Linked DNA regions of Mus musculus: region 1 is linked to region 2. A link is a contact called in public promoter capture Hi-C data. All regions are on one chromosome and are shown on one strand. Each heading gives the region's core, a stretch centred on a gene start, on an enhancer-like site or on the middle of the called end of the contact. The rest is flanking DNA. Distances are from core to core; before and after follow the strand shown.

Evidence for each region. Promoter capture Hi-C pulls out the DNA fragments that hold promoters and counts their contacts.
Region 1: a promoter capture Hi-C map of hippocampal neurons shows a contact between it and region 2, with 2.7 times the contacts expected there. The contact joins the promoter of Chrdl2 here to the promoter of Rps3 in region 2. A contact is called at or near these places in 12 of 39 promoter capture datasets (the 3T3-L1 cell line, 3T3-L1-derived adipocytes, the HPC-7 cell line and 8 more).

What each region holds. Positions count from the first base shown.
Region 1 is chr7:100,004,072-100,008,259 of GRCm38.p6, reverse strand. It overlaps Chrdl2 (chordin-like 2), which reads right to left and starts at 1,856. Exons shown (of 11, transcript NM_133709.3): 1 at 1,613-1,856. The coding sequence starts at 1,694.
Region 2 is chr7:99,481,049-99,485,280 of GRCm38.p6, reverse strand. It overlaps Rps3 (ribosomal protein S3), which reads left to right and starts at 1,572. Exons shown (of 7, transcript NM_012052.2): 1 at 1,572-1,689; 2 at 2,581-2,711; 3 at 2,927-3,020; 4 at 3,490-3,584. The coding sequence starts at 1,660. Snord15a (small nucleolar RNA, C/D box 15A) reads left to right here and starts at 2,349; the gene lies at 2,349-2,496.

The DNA of each region.
Region 1 (4,188 bases), core at 607-3,106, 520 kb before region 2:
AGTGACAGAAACAGACAGGAAGGCTCTTGGAGGCACAGAGGAGGGGAGGTCAGAAAGGGAGCTGGTCACCAGGTAGAATTTTCTGGAAGAGGTGTCTGAATTGTTGAAGGTGGTCATGGTGGGCAGACGGGGGCTTTGAGTACTTCTGAGCCATCATCAGAGTGGTTCACCCAGGGCAATGGTATTGGAAAGGAAGCTGCAGGGCCAGGGTCAAGTCCAGGGCAGGCATGGCAGTCCTCTGAGACTAAGTCTCCTTCAGTGGACAGCAGGCAGGCTAGGAGGAAACTCTCAGGGCTTAAGGAAGGAGGGGGTATTTACTGAATATTTGACAGTATGCATCTGAAAGCATCACTCCCTTTAGTCCTCCCCCACATCCTTAGACCTTGGTTAGTAGCTCTTGTTTGCCGATGAAGAAACTGAAGTTCACAGAAGTTTGAAAAATGACTCAGGTGTAAGAGGCAGTCAGGAATTGAAGCCAAGTCTGAGCTCTCTGTGTTGTCTTATGAGACATGAGGGTGTCCATAATTCTCATGCCACTGACAGGCTAGGGGACGTCAGACAGACATGCAACATTTCCATTCCCAGAAGCAGGACAGAATCTAGCCTCACTAGCTCCACAAAGCCAGTAGCCAGTCAGAAGCAGAGCTGGCAGGTGGAGCCAAGCCTGGAAAAGGTTGTCAGCTAGGGGGTGGGGACCTGGGTCTTCAAGTTTGGTGGCCTGGAGCAAACTACTGTCCTTGTTGGGCTCTGTTTCTTTATTGGGGAGGTTCAGAAGGAGTCACCAGCATAAGGAGGGGCAGTTAGGAAACAGAGGCTGTGGTCCTGCATAACCTACTGTTTGAAGTGGAAACTCTGGGGGCTTAGGCAGCTGATACACTTTGATGAGGCCACCTTGTAGCATCTCTATACAAGCTGCTCTGCCTGCTCCCTGTCATTTAATACATTTAACGGCTTTAAGAGGCTCCTATTTTATAGATTAGAAAAGAGATGGTGAGGTGCCCTCCGTGTCTGACCCATCAGCTGGCACACAGTGAGGCTGGGAAGATGAAGAACCTCATCTTTTTTCACCACGCCCCGATGCCTTCCAGTCTCACAGCCCCACATCGGGGTGTCTCCCAGACGCTGTAAAGGCAGGATTTGGAATTAGACTCTTGGCTTTGGATAGCTTACCAGCTTCGGAAACTTTCTTCTCTTTGCCCTGCCGATTTTACTCATCAATTAAATGTAATGATGACACCTCATGGAGTGTTGTGAGTATCAAAAGCGATAATGGACTCCACTTTGTTCATCTTTCAGCCCAGGAGCTCATCAGCCTTTCCGTCTTTCACACTCAACACATCAGGCTGCTGGGAGTAAAGTCCCTTCCCACAATGCACACTGCTCTTCCCCCAGCAGCACCCCAGAAAGAAACTCTGCCAAACTTTTCTCCCCCCAAGACTCACCAGCCCACACTGGTCATGGAGCAACATCTACCCCTGCTATGCAGGTGCTGCCTGGATAAATGCAAGCGTTAAGGGGTCCCCAGGTCCTAACTAACATCTTCCAGCAAAGTACATCCCACTGGTTCGCATCCCTCCCCTGCCTGCCCAGACTTTGCCTGGTTTCTACTTACGGGATAGTGCTTGCGAGTCCAACGGGAGCCAGAACATCACGAGTCCCAGCAAAGAGGGGATGATCCTCACCCCGGGAACCATCCTTCCTTGTCCCAAGGTCAGACAACCCCGGGATGAGCCGGGAGAAAGTGAGATAAGGACACAAGTAAGTCCTCAGAGGACCAAGTAGGACCGCTGCTTGAGGAGTCGGAAAAGCAAAGATGAAGAGGAGCCAAGGACAGGAGAGGTCTAAGGTGAGGATGAGAGGACGGTGGGGAGGGGACGAGGAGAAGAGAGAGAGAGAGAGAGAGAGAGAGAGAGAGAGAGAGAGAGAGAGAGAGAGAGAGAGAGAGAGAGAGAGAGAAATTAGTTGGGGAAATGAAGAAAAAGGCTATGGCAGAGAGGGAGAAGGTGCTAGCTAGAGAACCGGGATCTGCGGGGTGCGGTCACCGGGGTGCAGTGTCCCTGTGGCGCTGGCTGGCGGCGGCGCGGCGGCGCGGGGTCCGGCGCGGGTCTGGGGCGCGGTGGGGCGACAAGACCCTCGGTGGCGGCGCGGGGGAGGTTGAGCGCTGCCGCTGTGCACGCCTCGGGCGCCAGACGCCGCGCTCGGGCGCATTTGTACTTTGCCGCGGGAAGCCTGCAGCCCTGGGCCGCCCTAATGCTGGCGCCTCCTCTGAGGCACCGCGAGCTCGTGGATTGGCCACGAGAAACAAGCCCATTTCTCCCCCTCCCCTTTAGTGCAGGGCTGGGAACCTTCGCTCCAGGCAAGGCGCCGAGTGGAGACGAGGGGGCTGGGGAGGGGGAAGGGGGCCACAGACGCCCCGGGTTTTAACCCCTGGCTCCCCGCGGTACGCAGCCTGCAAGGGGAACCAACCCAGTTAGATTTCAGATGAAACTGAGTGGGGAAGGTCATAGTACGGGTCTGGGAATCTCAGGATTGGGTATTTGGTGGGGGAGTGCAGAGACACTTGCCATTTTGAACACAGTCTGTGTGCTTGCACATAGCGCCTAGGAGAAAGGTTTTCTCTCCAGCACTAAGATAATGATTTGAGTTACTTTAAAAGTCTTCAATATCGTCCTGCAAATGTCGCAAAGGATTAAATAAGATTTGGAACATCAAAGCACTTCAACTTTGGAGGAAAGCCATTTCAGGTACCTGGAATCTCCCATTGGCAGGTGGTGGTCCTAGGCATCATCCCCAGATGAGAGGTAGCTTTGCTATGGAGTCACTGCTGCTACCACTTACCAAGCAGCCCAGGATGAACTCTTTCTACAGGCGAGGCCCCACTGCTCTGCATGCGCCAGTGACAGCCAGGGTCAGAGCTTTGTCCTTTCACCAGAAGGTGAGCACGCTGATCCAGAACCCCAGCAGCCTGGGCAGGCTGTTGCTCCAGACCTCATGTTAGGTGAGCTCCTGAACTAATAGGACCCTAAGAAAAGAACAAGCTCTGTCCACCCCAGAGCACACAGGCTCTGCAATGAGAGGGCAGACTCAAGGTGCTGGCGCCATCCACAGCTTGCTGGGCCACTGTGGGCAAACACAGTCGTCCTGGCTTTGGACCTTGATTCCTGAGCATCTCTTACACAGCTACCAGTGTCTCAGACCAGGACAGGTGTAAGGATGGAGAAGTGGCAGGCCACACCCCATTCCAGGTTATCTGACTGGCAGGGTTAAGGCTGCACTCCTCACGCCAAGTGAGCAGTGGGAGGAACCAGTGACCAAGAAAGCCCCTACTCAGGGCTCTCAGAGTGAAGACAAACATGAGCTCCTTCCAGTCCTCCTCTGACTTAGGTTCTCCTTGTCAAAGCTCTCCTCCACTCCACCCTCCTGGATACAGTGTTTGCTAAGAAGTAATCTCCCCCCCCCCCCCCGTCTCTGCTAATGTGTGCTCTGTACCTGTCTTGATGTCTAAGGTTGCCAAAGGTGGGCTCATTGGGTTCTAAACCCTGTTCATTCTGCTTTCCTGAAGGGTCTCTGCCACCTCAGCTTTCCTCAGAGCTCTGGTGTCTTCAGTCCTTACTCACAGTCCTTTCCCACAGCCTGTCTTCAGGTCTCCTGTCCCTGGTCCAGGCGTTCCAATGTATTTTCCCCCACACTCTCCACAAGAGTTGTGCTGATCATTTCAACGACAAACCAGATGCCCCCTTGCCCCCCTTGAACCCATTCTGGCCATCTTGGAACTCGTATGATTAAGATGTATAACATTCAGCATTGACTTTAAGTCTGTGCACATTTGACTCCTGACTCCTTTCTGTCACCGTCACCCACTCTACCCACCCTGTACCCACCCTACACCCCCTACACCCACTCTGTACCCACTCTACCCACCAGTATCCTCCTACCCCCTCCACCTTTACCAACCACTCGCCTCCCCCAAGTGCCCATGCATTTCACACCTCTGTATCGTTGTACACATTTTCCTTCTGCAAGAAGATCAGTTTCCTTCTGCTTCTAAATCTTGGGCCATGAGCAAAGTAGACCAGGATTTTCTGACTGAGTCTCATCTCCACTCCTGTCTTGCCAAGTTGCACCAACTGGCTTTGGCGATCCTCCGGCCTCAGCTTCCTTGTGACTAGAAAAGTAGGTATGTACCCT
Region 2 (4,232 bases), core at 323-2,822:
CACCTGAAACTGGAGTCACAGTTGTAAGCTGCCATGTAGGACTGGGAGTTGAACATGGGTCTTCTGGTAGGCAAGCCAGTGTTTCTAACCACTGAGCCATCTCTCCAGCCCTGAGTCATGATTTTAGTGTGAGAGGCATCATTGAATTTTCTGAGCACGGCCATCAGGGTAGCTGGCACAGGTCTTCAGATACAAGGAGATAGTTATAAGAAGGCAGCCATGGCTGTGGTGCACTAGAAATGGAGAAACAGCTTCATCAGGTGACAGACCAGTCTGACTCTGTCCCATGATTAGAAGCCATCTTGTTACAAGGTCAAAATAAGTTCATTCCTGTTTTCTGTAACACTTGGGTTTGATCCTGTCGTCAACCCATTTTCTGGAATTTGACATGTTCCATACTCCATTATACCCTGACTTCCACCCTGATAAGATGTTCTGCCAAGTTCCTGTGTAGCCAACATTCCCCTGGAAATCTCTCTTCCCTTGGAAACCACCTAGTCTTAGAAATTTTGAGTTATATAAATTCCACTTCTATGTTTGATGCTATTCTTTAAAACTCCACTTTAGGGAGATAGCCCTGTCTGATAGAAAATAAAACTTGCTTAATTTGTCTAAAAGAGTTTAAGTAATAGTTTTTACTTTTGTTCCGTGGGATTAATACAGGGTGAAACAGACTCCCGTGTTTCCAGTGTGAAGTGAGCCACACACTGCAGTACAAGTTATATCAGCAGGTTCTGCCTCTGGGCAATGAACTTTTGCTTGTGTGGACATCAGGGTCTGTGTGAAGGGAAGGTCCTATGGCCTAGATTTATACTATTCAACAGTCTGTCCCCGAAGCCCTGGTGCTTTATTATTTTGACAAGCCCCTGCTGCTGGTATTCCACCCTGCTGCGAGTCAAAAAAGTTCCTGTCTCGGAAAAACAAAACAAAACAAAACAACCAAAAAATAAAATTTTTTTTTCCCACAGGTTCTAGTGGAGGTGCTCACTACCAGAAATCCTACAAATAAGCCCATCTCATGGATCAGGGTTTACCTTTGTAATAATATTAAATCTGTGTGCATGTGCGCACGCATGTGTTTTATGCTTGCATATATGTATACGCAGCCATGGTTTTCTACTGTCCCACTCACTCTGTAACTTACTGAGCCATCCAGCTGGTCCTCTAAATACATTTCAATGAAAGTTTTCATTAGCGTGAACGTGAAGGTGGTAAAATCTGTTAGTGTGTGCTTATGCCTGTGGTTTGCACCTCTAGTCTGAAGGTTGCTCTTTTCAAATTTTTTATTTATTTACGTTTTTACTTTTGAGTCAGAAACTCATAAAGGCCAAGCTGGCCTCGAATTCGCTATGTAGTCAATGATGACCTTAAACTTGTGACCCTCTACTTCGTTAGTGCTGGAACCCCAAGCTTGCTGAGTACAGAGCACTTTCAGACCGGAACTAGATGTCTACTTCCTGTTCCGCCTACATTACAGGTTGCTAGGTTACACCCCCCCTACGCCGTTTTAGACGCAAAACTTCATTTCCCATGCAAAACTTCATTTCCCATGAACACTTGCAAGGGTCGCCGCGCTGCGCGGCGTCATTGCTCCCGCCCTATATACCTACTTCCGCCCGCGAGCCACTTCCTTTCCTTTCAGCGGCGCGCGGCTGCAAGATGGCGGTGCAGATTTCCAAGAAGAGGAAGGTAAGCGTCTGGGCCCGGTTCGGGAGTCCGCCGCGGGTTCTACAAGTGCCAGGGAGGCCTGTGGCTCCGTGATCAGTCCTGTGGAGCGTCTGGGGCCGCCTGCCGTCTCTTCGAGCCTCGGATGGCCGTAGATTGTGTATTGGGCCGGAGCCGGGCGAGTGCTGTGTGCCTGGGCAAGGGAGGGACAAACTCCTCGAGTTCTGGACCGACTCGAACACCGGGCGCCTCCAGTTCCGGACTAGACACCTTTGAGCGTTTCTTGGTCTCCATAATAGTAATCCTGTGGCACAGTTAGAGGGCGTGTGCCATCAGATCTAGTCCAGTTTCTTTAGTAAGTGAAGTTTAGCAGTCCCTTCTCTTAGTCGCGTGATCCTGCAAGTGGCCATAGTTGAAAGCCTACTTACTGACTGCTGCCGTGTTCACTCGGGACCCGGAGCTGCAGCGTCCCTGTGGTTATCATTTCATGGGGGAAAAGTGTGCAGGTTGCCAGGTTTAGAAATAGATGGTCTGTCGTTTGTGCTTATGCACACAGATGATAAACCTGTTTTGAGTCAGGATTCCTCTCCTATCCGAGGTACAACTTACAGTCCCAGCTGTACATGTGCTACTTGGAGACAGATTTTTCTTTGTCTCTTGGGTGTAGATTATGCCGTAGAGCCCTTCGATGAAGAGGTGATGACGAGTCTGAGTAGGAAGTGTTGTCTTTGTCCAAGATGCCTCACTATGCTGCGTTCTGTGGCACAGCTGAAAGCACTGTGGTCAAAAGAAACTTCCTAAAGATGACCAAGAGGCATTTGTCTGAGAAGGGTTGCTGCTTTTCTGTAGGGCCATTGGGCTTGCTCTGACTAACCCTGTCTTCACCTCAGAGGTAACTTGTTTCCTTTGGTTCAGTTTGTAGCTGATGGCATCTTCAAAGCTGAGCTGAATGAATTTCTCACTCGGGAGCTGGCTGAAGATGGCTACTCTGGAGTTGAAGTCCGAGTTACACCAACCAGGACAGAAATCATTATTTTAGCCACCAGGTAGAAATACCATTGATTGTCACCTGTAAATACTGTGTGTACTGAGATGCTGTGTAAACTTGGGCCAACCAAGCAGTAAATCTGGCCTCAGTGGGTGTAACTGCTTTGTTAGAACTGCATTTGGGAAGAACTTACCTTCCATTTAACGTGTGTGCTGGCGTTGTGGTGGGCGGCAGGTGGGATCTTGAGTAAATGGTTGCGCTTCCCCTCTACAGGACACAGAATGTTCTTGGGGAGAAGGGTCGTCGGATCAGAGAGTTGACCGCAGTTGTCCAGAAGCGCTTTGGCTTCCCTGAAGGCAGCGTAGAGGTGAGTTCCTCTGCTTTATCTCCCGGGGGTTTTAGACTGAGTTGGGATGTGGCTTCTGCTATAGAATTGTACTTCTGAAAACCTGACATGGCCAGTGACAGTCACAGGTACTTGATGCTCTGCCAAAATTTCCTTAAAAGCAGAGCGATTGCCATGCATGGCGGGGGCCCATATTCTTGTCCTGGCACGCAGAAGGCAGGATGACGGCGGGGCAGAGCTAGTCAGGGCTGCTGTAGTGAGACCCTGTCTTAAACCACAAACAGTATGATATTCTGGTGGTCGAATGTAGAAATAATGCATGGGTGACTGGCTATCCTTAGTGTGGTTGTGAGGAACCAGAGTAGAAGGGCGATTCAGCCTTCATCGCTGCCTTGTGTGGGTAGTCGTGGTACTTGAGTATCTAAGGGATATTACAATGGCTTAATTGAAGATGGGTGAGTGACAGGAATGTACTTTGCTTTCTTTAAAGCTTTATGCAGAGAAAGTGGCCACAAGAGGTCTGTGTGCCATTGCCCAGGCAGAGTCTCTACGCTACAAACTCCTTGGAGGGCTTGCGGTTCGAAGGTGAGTGTCCTGAGACTTGATGGTCATGCCCTCCTGTGGATTAGTGTGTGCTAGCATTTTTGTTAGCAAATAACTTGATTGACAGAATCATCTAGTCTCTGGTGGTGTAGCCCATCCCCCCACTGAACCTAGTTAGGCTAACTAGGCTAGTAGTAGGCTGGTGGATGAAGGACCTATTGTTGGTGACACATGCCTGTATGCCAGCACTGGGAGGACCAGCCTGGGCTGTGGGATGAGCCCCGAAAAAATGGTCAGTGCTCTGACGAGGGAATGCTGTGGGTATGTTGAGAATGAAACGAGTAGATAGAATCATAACAGGGAGGGGCATCCGCTTTGTGAGGTTTAGCAAGGACCCTTGATAGGTGAGCAGGAAAGCATCCTGCCTGTTACTGTACCTGGGAGGAGTATCTGGTTGGGAGTTGTAGCTTTGGCAGTGCAGGTTTCAAAACAAGCTAGAAGTCATGCAGCTCTACTAACTAATGCATTCACTGTGTGGATATAGAGATAGCAGTTCTAAAGGGAAAGACATTTACACTAGCAATTGGCCAGGGTTCATAATGCCTACCCCCCAATCTTCGCACTGGAGGTAGAAAATCAGCAATGCAAAGCTCCAAAGCCAGCCTTAGCCTCAAAACAGAGGCTAGTCTC